Regions from separate parts of the Mus musculus genome. Here region 2 is linked to region 1. Evidence: chromatin contacts called from public Micro-C data. All regions are on one chromosome and are shown on one strand. Each heading gives the region's core, a stretch centred on a gene start, on an enhancer-like site or on the middle of the called end of the contact. The rest is flanking DNA. Distances are from core to core; before and after follow the strand shown. Region 1 overlaps Btbd9 (BTB (POZ) domain containing 9). Region 2 overlaps Dnah8 (dynein, axonemal, heavy chain 8).

Evidence for each region. Hi-C and Micro-C count contacts between places; a contact is called where the count stands out from the background.
Region 2: a Micro-C map of the G1E-ER4 cell line shows a contact between it and region 1. The contact joins two enhancer-like sites. A contact is called at or near these places in 11 of 484 Hi-C or Micro-C datasets (the 3T3-L1 cell line, the G1E-ER4 cell line, the HPC-7 cell line and 7 more), 1 of 115 datasets of contacts at active chromatin or transcription factors (neural progenitor cells) and 4 of 9 other capture datasets (adipose tissue, embryonic stem cells, liver and 1 more).

Annotation. Positions count from the first base shown.
Region 1 is chr17:30,517,590-30,520,418 of GRCm38.p6, forward strand. All of the region lies in intron 4 of Btbd9 (BTB (POZ) domain containing 9), which reads right to left. Among named protein-coding and RNA genes, the nearest start is that of Btbd9, 57 kb to the right of the region's middle. Within about 2 kb of position 1,397, at least 80 of the 459 cell types and tissues checked have an H3K27ac peak or open chromatin away from gene starts, as enhancers often do. A contact at or near this core is called in the G1E-ER4 cell line, where this site is marked.
Region 2 is chr17:30,819,885-30,822,713 of GRCm38.p6, forward strand. The region is part of intron 85 of Dnah8 (dynein, axonemal, heavy chain 8); the gene reads left to right. Among named protein-coding and RNA genes, the nearest start is that of Gm41561, 37 kb to the right of the region's middle. Within about 2 kb of position 1,442, at least 9 of the 459 cell types and tissues checked have an H3K27ac peak or open chromatin away from gene starts, as enhancers often do. A contact at or near this core is called in the G1E-ER4 cell line, where this site is marked.

The sequences.
Region 1 (2,829 bases), core at 147-2,646:
GTGCATGCCTTTAATCCCAGCACTCGGGAGGCAGAGGCAGGCGGATTTCTGAGTTCGAGGCCAGCCTGGTCTACAGAGTGAGTTCCAGGACAGCCAGGGGTATACAGAGAAACCCTGTCTCGAAAAACCAAAAAAAAAAAAAAAAAATTCAGAGAATACTAGAAACACAAGCAGCGGGACAAATGTACCCTCTGCTGAACTCATCCTGCTAGCAGGTTCAACTTAACACCTGCTGAACAAAACTAGCCTATGGGATGGCCCATACCTGCCATCCCAACTGAGGGCAGCATAAGGCAGAGCAAGCAGGTCGGTGCTCAAACAGAGGAGAAGCCCCAGTGTTAGGCACTGTTGGTCACACGCAGACAAGATTAATCCATTTTCAAGCTGAGAAAATAAAATTCTATTTAAAAGAAAACATCCCTTGGGTGTTTGCTGGTTTGCCATCAGAATCGTCTCTCCATTGAGATTCATGTCTGGGACTCTGAGGTACTCTACACATAATGCTTCCCAGGTCGGGAGGGTGTCTCCAGTGCTGAATCCTAAAACTGCCACTCTCCACGGAGGCTGCATAAACATGTTCAGAGACTGACGTTAAACCAAGGCTGTACTCTGCGCTGGGTATGTCAATTTCTTAATGTCAACTCAATTTCTTAAGAGGACAATGCCTGTCCCCTAGATGTTCTATGTAAAGACTGAGGTGATGTTTGCAAAGCATATAGTATATTCTTTAAGAAACAGGCATTACTATATTACACACATGTAAGAGAACTACTCTGGCTTACAACATGTACTTAAATCCCGAGCTCCCACAGCGCACATACAACTCGGCCACACAGTATGAAAAGAAAATGAGACTTTTCAGATGCACAAGGAACAGACAGGAACAATTCAGCATTGCAGAGATGGTGGGGAACAGGTTTTGCCAGAGTTTTCAAATGAAGACAAGACAGTGGGTCCACAAGAGGACACTGGGAGCTAAGAGCAAAGGCGACAGAGTGAGGTGAGTCGGCCAAACCGCCCAGCACAGTAGTGCCCAGCAGCTGGGGTGGGAACAGCATCATGTTCTGTGTCAACTGTTAACCTTCTCAGGACTCGGCATAGACTCTGCTGAAGGAATTAGAGTGTAGGCACTCTAATTCCTTCAAGTTGGTCCTCAGAGCACAGTATAATACCGCAGCCACCACAGACGAGAAGAGGAAGCCCCGAGAGCTCAATGGACTCCCTGCCCAGCAAGCAGCAGAGCTGATGCCAGACCCCAGAGGGTGTAAGGCTCCGCTTCTCCTTCACCAGCAAATTCTGATAGGGCTGTCACCACAGCTCTGTCACCACAGCTCTGTCACCACAGCTCTGTCACCACAGCTGTCACCACAGCTCTGACAGCACAGCTCTGTCACCACAGCTCTGTCACCACAGCTCTGTCACCTCAGCTCTGTCACCACAGCTCTGACAGCACAGCTCTGACAGCACAGCTCTGTCACCACAGCTCTGTCACCACAGCTCTGTCACCACAGCTCTGTCACCACAGCTCTGACAGCAAAGCTCTGTCACCACAGCTCTGTCACCACAGCTCTGTCACCACAGCTCTGTCACCACAGCTCTGTCACCACAGCTCTGACAGCACAGCTCTGTCACCACAGCTGTCACCACAGCTCTGTCACCACAGCTCTGACAGCACAGCTCTGTCACCACAGCTCTGTCACCACAGCTCTGTCACCACAGCTCTGTCACCACAGCTCTGTCACCACAGGTTAAGACTGAACCATAGAGGGGATCGTGTAACAAGCCTCCATGCTTGGAAACTAAAGCCACCTTCCTTTGGTACTAAAATCTATCAGACTCTGAATAATATACCAGATACAAGAGTTTCAAATGATTATAGCTGAAATCTAAAATAGACATGAAAGCTTATCACAGGTCGAGGTTTTCTTTTGAAGTTTCTCTTGAGAGCCCCCGAGCACTTTCAGCCATTCTCAACAGGTTCATTCCCCGAGAGCATCCTTCACTCCGGGCTGAGATCATCCAAACAGGCGGAGGATCCCCCACGGCAGCTGGAATATGGATGCTCTGCTAGATAAAATACAGCTCCATGGGGTTTTGTCCCTTCAAAATCCATAGTTCAATAATGAATTTAAAAGGAAAAGTATTCCTGGAAAAATTTAAATTACGAAAATGTTCAAATATAACTGTAAGGGTTATTTTTTTCATAAGTACTCTTAATACCTGCATCTCTCTATGCATGAAGAAAACTCTTAAAATTATAAAGCAGCAGCAGGGACTGAGCAAGATCATGAACAGCAATCATAATTTTCTTTATGCTATTTTATAGCCATTAAGAAAAAATTAAGTTTTATAGTCCTATAGGACAAAGATAAAAAACAATTACTAGAAAGGGAGAAACGGGGTTGGGAAGGTTATCTCAAACCCCTCCCCTCACTAATCTCACAACTGACATAGACAGTCATCTACACAGGAGGCTTCACAGGTAAGGAAGGCTTGTCACAGGTGCTGACACCTAGAACCAACACTCTCCAAAGAAAGAGGAGAGGCTGTGTAAACATGCTCAGAGACGGAGTCATAATTTAAACCCAAGTTACAAAGTGACACAATCTGAGGCACGGGGCTAATTACTCTGTGGTTTTCTGATATATTCCTAACCATCATTTGGGGACACGGACCTGACTCAGCCATCTATAATGAGTTATTTGGATATAATACAGGTCTCTGCCCACTGGAATCTCTTCACCCAGCTCTACTACCTATGTCATCTTCTCCGCCTTTTACTAACTGTCCTCCTGCTCACACAACACTCCCTTACAGCTAACTGTCATT
Region 2 (2,829 bases), core at 192-2,691, 300 kb after region 1:
ATGAAATTTGATCTTGAAAGTGCCTGGGTTACCCAAGAAATGTATACACACTCTCTTAGATACTAACAACCATTAAGGGAGGGTTTTTGAAGTAGGTTTGCCATCAATTTCAAAAGGAGGCAACTGCTCTGGGGACATAGCTCAGTAAGTACAGAGCTCGGTGTGTAAGCCTAAGATTCTGGAGTTCAAACTCCACAATGTGTGCATGGAGGCCCACAGACGTAATCTCAGCCGGGGAGGCAAAGACGAGCAGCTCCTTGGTGCTCGCTGACCAGCCAGTCTAGACTACTTGGTGAGTTCCAGGCCAGTAAAAGAAAACAAGGAGACAGGGCCTAATTATTAACCCCCAAAGTTTGTCTTCTGGCTTTCATGTGCACACACAAACACATACACATGCATGCATGTATGCACGCACACATACTCATACACACACACTCACACATATATGCACACATACAAACATATACAAACATACACACATGTGAGCATGCTGGTACACACACACATAATTGCACATACACACACATACAAACATTTATATGTGTACACACACATACATGAGGACACACACACATGCATATACACATATAGAGAATGAGGCAGTTGAGTCTTAGAGAGTCTGTGTCACACGTGGTAGCTCTGGGATGGCCTGACTCTGGTGGGCAGTTCAGTCCCTGGTTCTTAGCAGTTGATGTGGGAGAGGGGTAACCACTGTTCCCTGCTCTTGCCTGCTGTGCTACCAGCTTTCACACGCTAATTACTTATGTTAATTATTGCTGATCACTTATTGTCATTACTAACTGCTTATGTTGTGGTTTAGCTATTTTATGGCTACTAGGAAACTTACCTGTAGATTTATTTTTTATTCTGTTATTTTATATGTGTTCAATGTTGGGAAACGGGATGCCTTCAATTCATAAAGAGTATTCCTTGGTTTCTCAGGGGCATGAAGGGGCTTCTTCCTGTCTTTCTCCTTCCTTGAGCATGGGGGAAAAGACACAATGAGCCCTTGGATAGTCCTGAGAGGTGTGTCCTGACAGCTATGCTGGGGGGGGGGGTGGTAAAAGTCCCTGCATCTCTCCCCAGGAAGTAGGGGAATCCATAGTCCCCCCAGCCCCAGCCCCAGTGGCTACTTTCTCCTGACTTGTTGTCTACCACCACAATGGGTTCTATGCAGCCACCATCAGGGCTGTGGGTGTTTCTCTGGCTCTTGGCTATGGGCGAGCACACCTTGGCTTGCTTGCTTTGTGGGTAATTGTCTTTTTGACTAAGTTCCTTAGTGGCTTTTGGATTGTACATTACAGCTTTCCAGAGACCAATTTCACACACTCTTATCTGAAAGCTGCTCCCCTTATCACATACTAGTTCCAACACTCATGCGACCCTGTTATTTGATCCCCCATTCACAGATAAGGACATTTTCTCGCTGTTCCCAGTCATAGTGACTCAACTCTTCCATTCAGCTTGCCCTGGAGAGTTGCTGTGGGGAGGGAGCTTTCCATACGGTCAGTGTGCCAACATGTGTTCTCAGTAGACTTTATCTGACCGTTGAACGGACAGACCCAAAGCCCAAGGTCTAGTCAGGAGCCAAACTGTGCTTGCAGTAAAAAAGGTGGCGTGCTTAGGCTAAAGCCTAGAAAAACAAAAGTTTCTACCTCCAGGGCTGGGAAGCTAATATAGTGAAATGTCAGTCTGAAAGACTGAGGCTCTGGCAAGATGGCTCAAGTGGGCAAGGGCACTTGCTACCACTGTGCCCGGCTACCAGAACTCCATCCTCGAGCATATGCTGGAAGGAGAGAAGTAACTCCTGAAGCTGTCCTCTGACCTCTTCTACCCTCAGAACCTATGCTACAGTACACACACACACACACACACACACACACACACACACACACAGAGGGAGAGAGACAGAGAGAGAGAGAGAGACAGAGACAGAGACAGATTGATTGATTATTGGATCCAAGAGCTGAACAGCTGATGTGTTACTTGGTTGGGCTCCCCATGAACACCTTGTATTCGTCAAGTCTCCACCTCTCCAACACATACCGAAGACAATCAGCTTCCGAAGAGAAGAGGGTTACTTTGGCTCACAAGTTTGGGGATTTAAGTTTTCTGTGGCCCTTTTCAGCTCTGTGGCTTTCAGCCAGTGGTGGGGCAGCACCTCATGGCTCCCAACAGAGGAAAGAGGGAGAGGCTATGAGCTCAACACCCCAGCCAGATGCACCCCAGTCCTGGGATCAGCTCTCACTAGGCTCCACCTCTTCAGAGGCTGCACTGCCCCCCAACTGTGCCCAGTGTGGGACCTAAACCTTTATTTTACTTCATGGGATCTGGGGATACATCTCCAAACCAAAACACATAGCACTTGCACTCAAATGTGTACACACACACACACACACACACACACACACACACACTCGAACGCGCACACACACATGCACGAACACACACTTTCCTTTTACAAACAAGACACATGTAGACTGTTTTTGCAGAGGTTAGTAAAAAGAACAAGGGATTGATGGAGGCCCCGTTACTACAGAGCAGAAGGGCCCCTAACTGTGGTCCGCCCAGCAGAAGCTGGGGTTGGGCTTTCCAACCTCCTGCCTTCTCTCCACTTTTTTTCTCTCTGCCTCTGAATCACAATTTGTCATTACGCATCAACTCAGCCATCTCAAGGGGATGACGTGTGACAGGCTCCTCACACCTGTTGTAGAGATCAAAAGGATCAGCTGCCCTTTCCTGGGACAAGGGCCTGCAGGTAGACATGGGTGTTTGGGAGGCACAGCTCTCTGGGGTAGAAAAGTGTGGTTTGGTTAGTGGAGTCAGCCT